2 separate regions of the Triticum aestivum genome follow, and region 1 is linked to region 2. The links are chromatin contacts, called in public Hi-C maps. All regions are on one chromosome and are shown on one strand. The core of a region is the stretch at or near the end of the contact, and the rest is flanking DNA. Distances in the headings are between cores, read along the strand shown. Region 1 holds the start of LOC100682522 (E3 ubiquitin-protein ligase BRE1A). Region 2 holds the start of LOC123138908 (cyclic nucleotide-gated ion channel 17).

Evidence for each region. Hi-C and Micro-C count contacts between places; a contact is called where the count stands out from the background.
Region 1: a Hi-C map of leaf shows a contact between it and region 2, with 5 times the contacts expected there. The contact joins the promoter of LOC100682522 here to the promoter of LOC123138908 in region 2.

Annotation. Positions count from the first base shown.
Region 1 is chr6B:666,229,311-666,232,332 of IWGSC CS RefSeq v2.1, forward strand. It overlaps LOC100682522 (E3 ubiquitin-protein ligase BRE1A), which reads right to left and starts at 1,640. Exons shown (of 8, transcript XM_044558764.1): 1 at 1,231-1,640; 2 at 330-598; 3 at 46-115. The coding sequence starts at 542.
Region 2 is chr6B:665,542,697-665,545,643 of IWGSC CS RefSeq v2.1, forward strand. LOC123138908 (cyclic nucleotide-gated ion channel 17) reads right to left here and starts at 1,433. Exons shown (of 8, transcript XM_044558756.1): 1 at 1,050-1,433; 2 at 1-344. The coding sequence starts at 1,108.

The DNA of each region.
Region 1 (3,022 bases), core at 390-2,889, 690 kb after region 2:
CAAACATTTCTATCAAGTGAAATATGTAGTAAGTAATGAACTAACCTTCCAGAACAGCATCTTCATCCAGAGCAAATGGCGTCACAGGTTGCCCTCTAGTTCTCCTGTTCAACCCCTGCAAAATGCAAGGTAGTTTGATAAAACTGATCCATGATTATAGATATATTCCTAGCAGGAAAATCAGAGCAAGAAGTACAGTAAACACTAGTAATTGGTGTATACACAGACTCTGTTTCTTAAACATCACCACGGACCCAATGGCATAACATTTTATTCTTGAAAAGTTAAGTGCATGATGCATCATTAAAAGACGAGGATAAGAAATTTACCGGGGGAGGCACTTGTGAAGGCGATAGCGCCTGCACTTCATCATCGAGAGCCTCCACATCAATAGGCGATGTGCGTGCACCAGGGAAGACCGAGAGCCCATGATGGTTCCCCGCCACCGGCGAGCTTGCATCCAAGTCCACAACAACTTTATCAGCAGATCCATCCAGCGATTGCCTCCTCGCGGCACGCCGTGCGCCGCTGGTATTACTCATGCTATATACCTCTGATGCTTATACTCACCTTACCCTTCTCCAGTTCTGTAATCAACCTGAATTTTAAGAGCATGGTCAATCTCAGTCCACCGTCCAACAATTATTTGTGCACAATCGACAACGATAACGATTTTGCATTACATGAACCCAGCCCAACCATCCTAAAAGTAGTACTATATTATATATAAATAGGTAAACACGCCAAATCTTTTGATCGAAACTTTAGACTATCTTGGCAAAGCCATTCTGCAATAGCAACAATATAATAACAAAACAAAACAAAAGCTTGGCCAGAAAAGGAGTAACCGAGTAGACTTTTCTTCTCCTTTTGCGGACAATCGCATTTGGGGAAGTGAATCACAGATAGTCATACTGCTACTACTATTGGGGCATAAATCCTAATCCTAATCCGGTGGATAATAACCAGGAATGGACGAAGAAAACGAGAGCAGGAAGGGATGCCCCCTAAATCCTAACCCAGAGGGAGAAGATCTGTCCAACCGAGCAGCCCGCGCGGCTACAACTTGGGGCAGAATCGAGCGACGCCGATCCAAGGATCGGCGCGGCGGCCGAATCAAGAACTCCTCGCCCGGTCGCGGTCAGATTCCGATCGAATCGAACACGAGCGCTCGAGAGAACCCACAAAATACAGATCGAAGGATATATGCAGAGAGCGATCCGCGCTTACTCGAGCGTGGCGATCGAGGGACCTGATGAGGGTTTGAGGCAGAGTCGCCCAGGCACGCACGCCACCACCACCACCAACCGACGAACTGGACTTGAATGTGTCTCCCTCCTCTTCGCCCGGCGTCCGTTTAAAAGGGGGCGAGCGATGAGCGGCGCGGTTCACTCTTTTTTCCTCCCTCGCCGGACCCCACTGGGAAGTCGGATCCCTTTCGTGTTGTGGGACCGTGTGTCAGGGGGTGGGGGGTCGTGTCGAGGCGGGGGTGGTCGCCGGGGATTATTTTTGTGGGGATCGGCGGCGGTGAGGTCGGCTGGCCCACACGTGTTCGTCCGCCTCGTCGCCGGGGCACGGTGGGCTGGGTAGCCGGACCGTAGGCGTGCGCAGACGGTCGGACGAGGAGGGGAGGGGAGGGGAGGGGAGGATAGGGGTGGTGGGAAGACTTGGCGGTTGACCCAGGGATCGGGATCCCACTATCCCACGTCTTATTGCGTGTGCGCAGACGTCTGCAGACGCACGTAAATTGCGCAGTTGGTGCCGAAATTAGTCGATATCAGCCGCGATTTGCTTACACTTTTACGTGTAAATAAAGCTGATGCTTGAACTTGCCACGTATATTCAGTTTAGTGTTTTTTTAACATCAGTATAGACACAAGCGCTCATATACACGCGCATACACTCACTCTTATGAACGAACAAACGCACACCCTACCCTATAAGTACCTCTGAAAGACTGAACTTTTTTTAAACATCAGTACAAACACAAGCGCTCATATACATACGCATACACTCACTGTTATAAACGCACGCACGCACACCCTACCCTTATGAGCACCTCTGAAAGACTGAGCCGGCGTATCATCTTGAAATTTACGAAGTCACCGTAAACACCCCGTCGTCGACGGGAACGTCTCCTTCCACTGAATGCTCATCGCCGAAAATCCTGAAATAAATCCAGGAATAAATACGAGCACCAGGATTTGAACCATGGTGGGCTGGGGATACAACAATCCCTCTAACCATCCAACCACACGTTGGTTTGCATTCAGTTTAGTGTCTGAACTTGAAAAAAATACACTAAACTGGTTATACAACTTGGCATGAATGTGTAAATACAATGCTAATTTTTTAATTTTTTTAAAATGAGGATGACCCCTCGCAGTGGCAGCTGCAGTAAATGAAGGCTGGGTCATCCAATTTTTTTCTTTTGCTGTAAATGTAGTATATGAACCAAACAACACAACACTAGCAATATATGAACGAAACAACACTAGCATAACAGCAATAACAATATTTCAATGTACCAGACCATAACGACATGAATACATAAGTACCTTTTGATTGATAAAGTGATGATATCCTTTTTACAATATAACTATGTGGTCGCCTTTTTGAAAGAGATTGATGACATCTTCATCCTTCACTAGATCGAAAAATTCACTCTCAACAAATGTAACCAAACAATTGTTCAAATATTCATCACCCATTTTGTTCCTTAATTCACATAACTCATTGAAGAGAATACTCTTTCAACACTAGCAGTAGCTACTGGCAGAATCAATACTAACTTAAGAAGCTTGTAAACAATATGACTTCTGTTTCAGTTATTAAATCCCTTCTTCACAAAAGCATCTTCACCGGGGCGTGGCGCCGCCAGGGTTGCCCATCCCTGCTCGGGTTCTCCTCCATCTGTCCAGCGCGGGGGGTAGGGTGCCGCCGCCAGGGTCGCCCGTCCCTGCTAGACTGCTGCTCTCTCCGACCAGTGCGGGGGGCGTGGCGCCGCCGGCGCGGGGGTGGG
Region 2 (2,947 bases), core at 183-2,682:
TGATGTGAATCACATACAAGAGATCGGCAATTGATCGGAAGAATGTAATGATGATGGTCAAATGCCTGTCTGTCCCAACACAGGAATAGGTGTCGCCATAGACGATTTTTGGCACGTAGAAGTACAGGGGATCTATAAATAGAGCAAGGAAGGACGAAAAAAGGAAAATGCGGTTCCACATCAAGATGAAGTCGCTAGATGGATCGAAAATCTTGTACTGCTGCGCATCCCCTCCCACGAAAATCTTGTTCTTCCCTGAGCTCGCAACGCCAAGTTTACTAGCAGCGAACGCTGCCTGTTTCTGTTGAATCGGTATCGCTGGCTTTCTCCCCTCGTCATAGAACCTGTGAATGGTACCAGCAAAAAAAGGTTGGACTCTAGTATCTGACTTGAAACATAAAATCATTCAGAACACGCGATAAATGCAATAGACTACTGTAATTCTTATTCCTCATTAACAATATGCATAATAGTTTTTTTATTATTCAGAAGAAATATTCTTCATTCTATATTAAGTAAGCAGAGGACCACTGTACTTCAAAACAGATTTAGTTCTCAATCAACAGCATTTGTTTATGTGATGCTGCCTTTTACTTTATCCATAAATGCAAATTCCCCACCGACCAGATCAACCAAAAAGGGGAAAAGCTCCATGCTAGTACAGCTTAACAACTCAAAAAAAAAAATTAAGACACTACAACTGCATGCTCCAACAGACTAACCGCCGAAGCAGAGTCCTAATTGCTGGATCCCTGTATTTCAAAACGAATTGGGTTCTCAATCAACAGTTTTACTTTATGTGATGCTGCCTTTTACTTTAACACCGACCAGATCAACCAAAAAGGGGAAAAGCTCCCATGCTACGGTATGGCTTAACAGCTCAAAATTTAAGACACTGCAACTGCCTGCTCCAACAGGCTAACGATACGAATCAAACCGATGCTGCCGAGCCCCCAACCCCGAAGCTCGCGCCGAAGCACGGCCCCAAATGCTGGATCCCTGACCAAAAGCAGCAGATCGGGTAGAGAAGCTAGGCCGCCGCGGCTCACCTGACGGTCCTCTGCCTGCCGAGCGCCATCTCGTCCTCCACCTTCCTCGGCGCGAACATGGCGCCGGCCAGCCCAGCCTGCTACGCCGACCAGGGACCCCGCGACCGGCCCGCCATCCAATCCAAGCACCCAAAGGAAGCGGCCCTCGATCAGCGGCCGAATCCGGCCGCGACACAGCTGGTGGCTGGTCTCCTCCGCGTCGGCCGTGGGAGGGGGATTAAGGCGGGGTGGCGGGATTTGGGAGCCGGCGAGGGCGAGGAGTTCGAGGGGTGGAGGGAGGGAGGCGACGAGGTGGAAGGAGGACCCGGGGAAGACGACGAAGCGGAAACTGCCTGACCGTCTGGGGGTTGGTTAATCGCTTGGTTAGCGGCCGGTAATGCCACGGGGTTTGGGTTAAAGCTTGGGGTTAGTTAGTTAGTGGTGCACTTGCTACTTACCGCGGTGGAAATGGGGTAGGCTGAAGTGGTGGTGGCAAAGCGGGCGCGGAAGTGAAACTCCCCAAAATTTACCGTTTCCGAGATGAAGGAGGAAGATTTGAGGAGCTATTTCAATTTGAATCCGAATTCTAGAGAAAATGTTGGATTTGCCTTTTCTTTTTGCGAGAAGGGAATGTGGGCGAACATATACTGTACTATATGCCTATCAATTTATGCTCTTTTTAATGCTTTGTTCGTAGAGTAGTACTACTACTTAAAAGCGTCTTTTCAATTCTAGGGACACATGTAGCGTGCAGCCTTGCTAGAATCGGTAATGATTCTCAAATGGCAGCGACCACAATACATGCATTTTGGAGCCAACATAATGGAAGTCGCCACCGTTGTGCTTGCACGCAGGAAGGAAGATGTGGTTACCTGTTCATAATGAGAGAGAAGCATTTTTCTATTTTAAAGTGCATTGAAAAGATAGAAGTATACTCTTTTGTGGATAAATTTTAAGTATCAAACATACACTTATTCGTGGACGGAGGGATCAATGAGCTAGATTTGAGTCAAGGACCACATGAATACATGATAACAACGGCCTGTGCCCATGACATGGTTGACCTATCACGTACGTAGTATGGAGTAGTAAAATAACCGTGCGTGCGTTCCCCCAAGTGAAAAAAGTGAAATACGTGCGGGACGAAAACTGCAAAGGAAGGAAGAAACATTTTCCTCTGCAGGCTTGCAACTTGGCCGAGCAATGGCACGCAACCTGCGAGGCTGCAAGAACGAGGGATGCGTGACGGAGCCGATGTGGCGTCGTGATATTCGCTGCACTGAAATGTGTATCAGCAGTTATTTGTCTCCCTCTCAGGCCAAGATTTCTGGTGTTTTTCTTTCTTTTGCAAGAGGTCCTGTGCTAGGTTGCCCTACCCTCCCTGCCATGGCTCGACTCGCCACGTCAGAGAAAGATATACAGTACAAATTCCGCGTCCTAGAAGGTACTCCTATTGGCATTGGGCATGACACATACCACTTTGAAAACTGAGAGCGTGTCGCCGACCGGCCGACCTGTTTGAGAGCAAGCGGTCACAGATGCATCGTTCAAGAGGTGTATGTTTTTGACCTTACCAAAAGAGATTGTGCTCTAAAGAAACACATGATCCGAGGAGCATAAGTCTTCAAATTGAATGGTGCCACGATGAGCACGACCATCTGATACGCAATGGTAGATTTTCTTTGTATGAAACATATGATCCAAGGAGCATAAGTCTTCAAATCGAATGATGCTTTTGGAGATGCAGCCAGTGTCCTTAGGAAGCAATCGTGGGTGTCAAAAGGAATGGAATGGGATATGTTGAACACCATGTTCTTCGTTCGACCATGTCAAGTTGAGAATTGTGGCCTTTGGTGGAACAAAAAGTCTTCGTCATGATGTGATATATGGTTTGAGACACATATTACAAGTTCTTCATC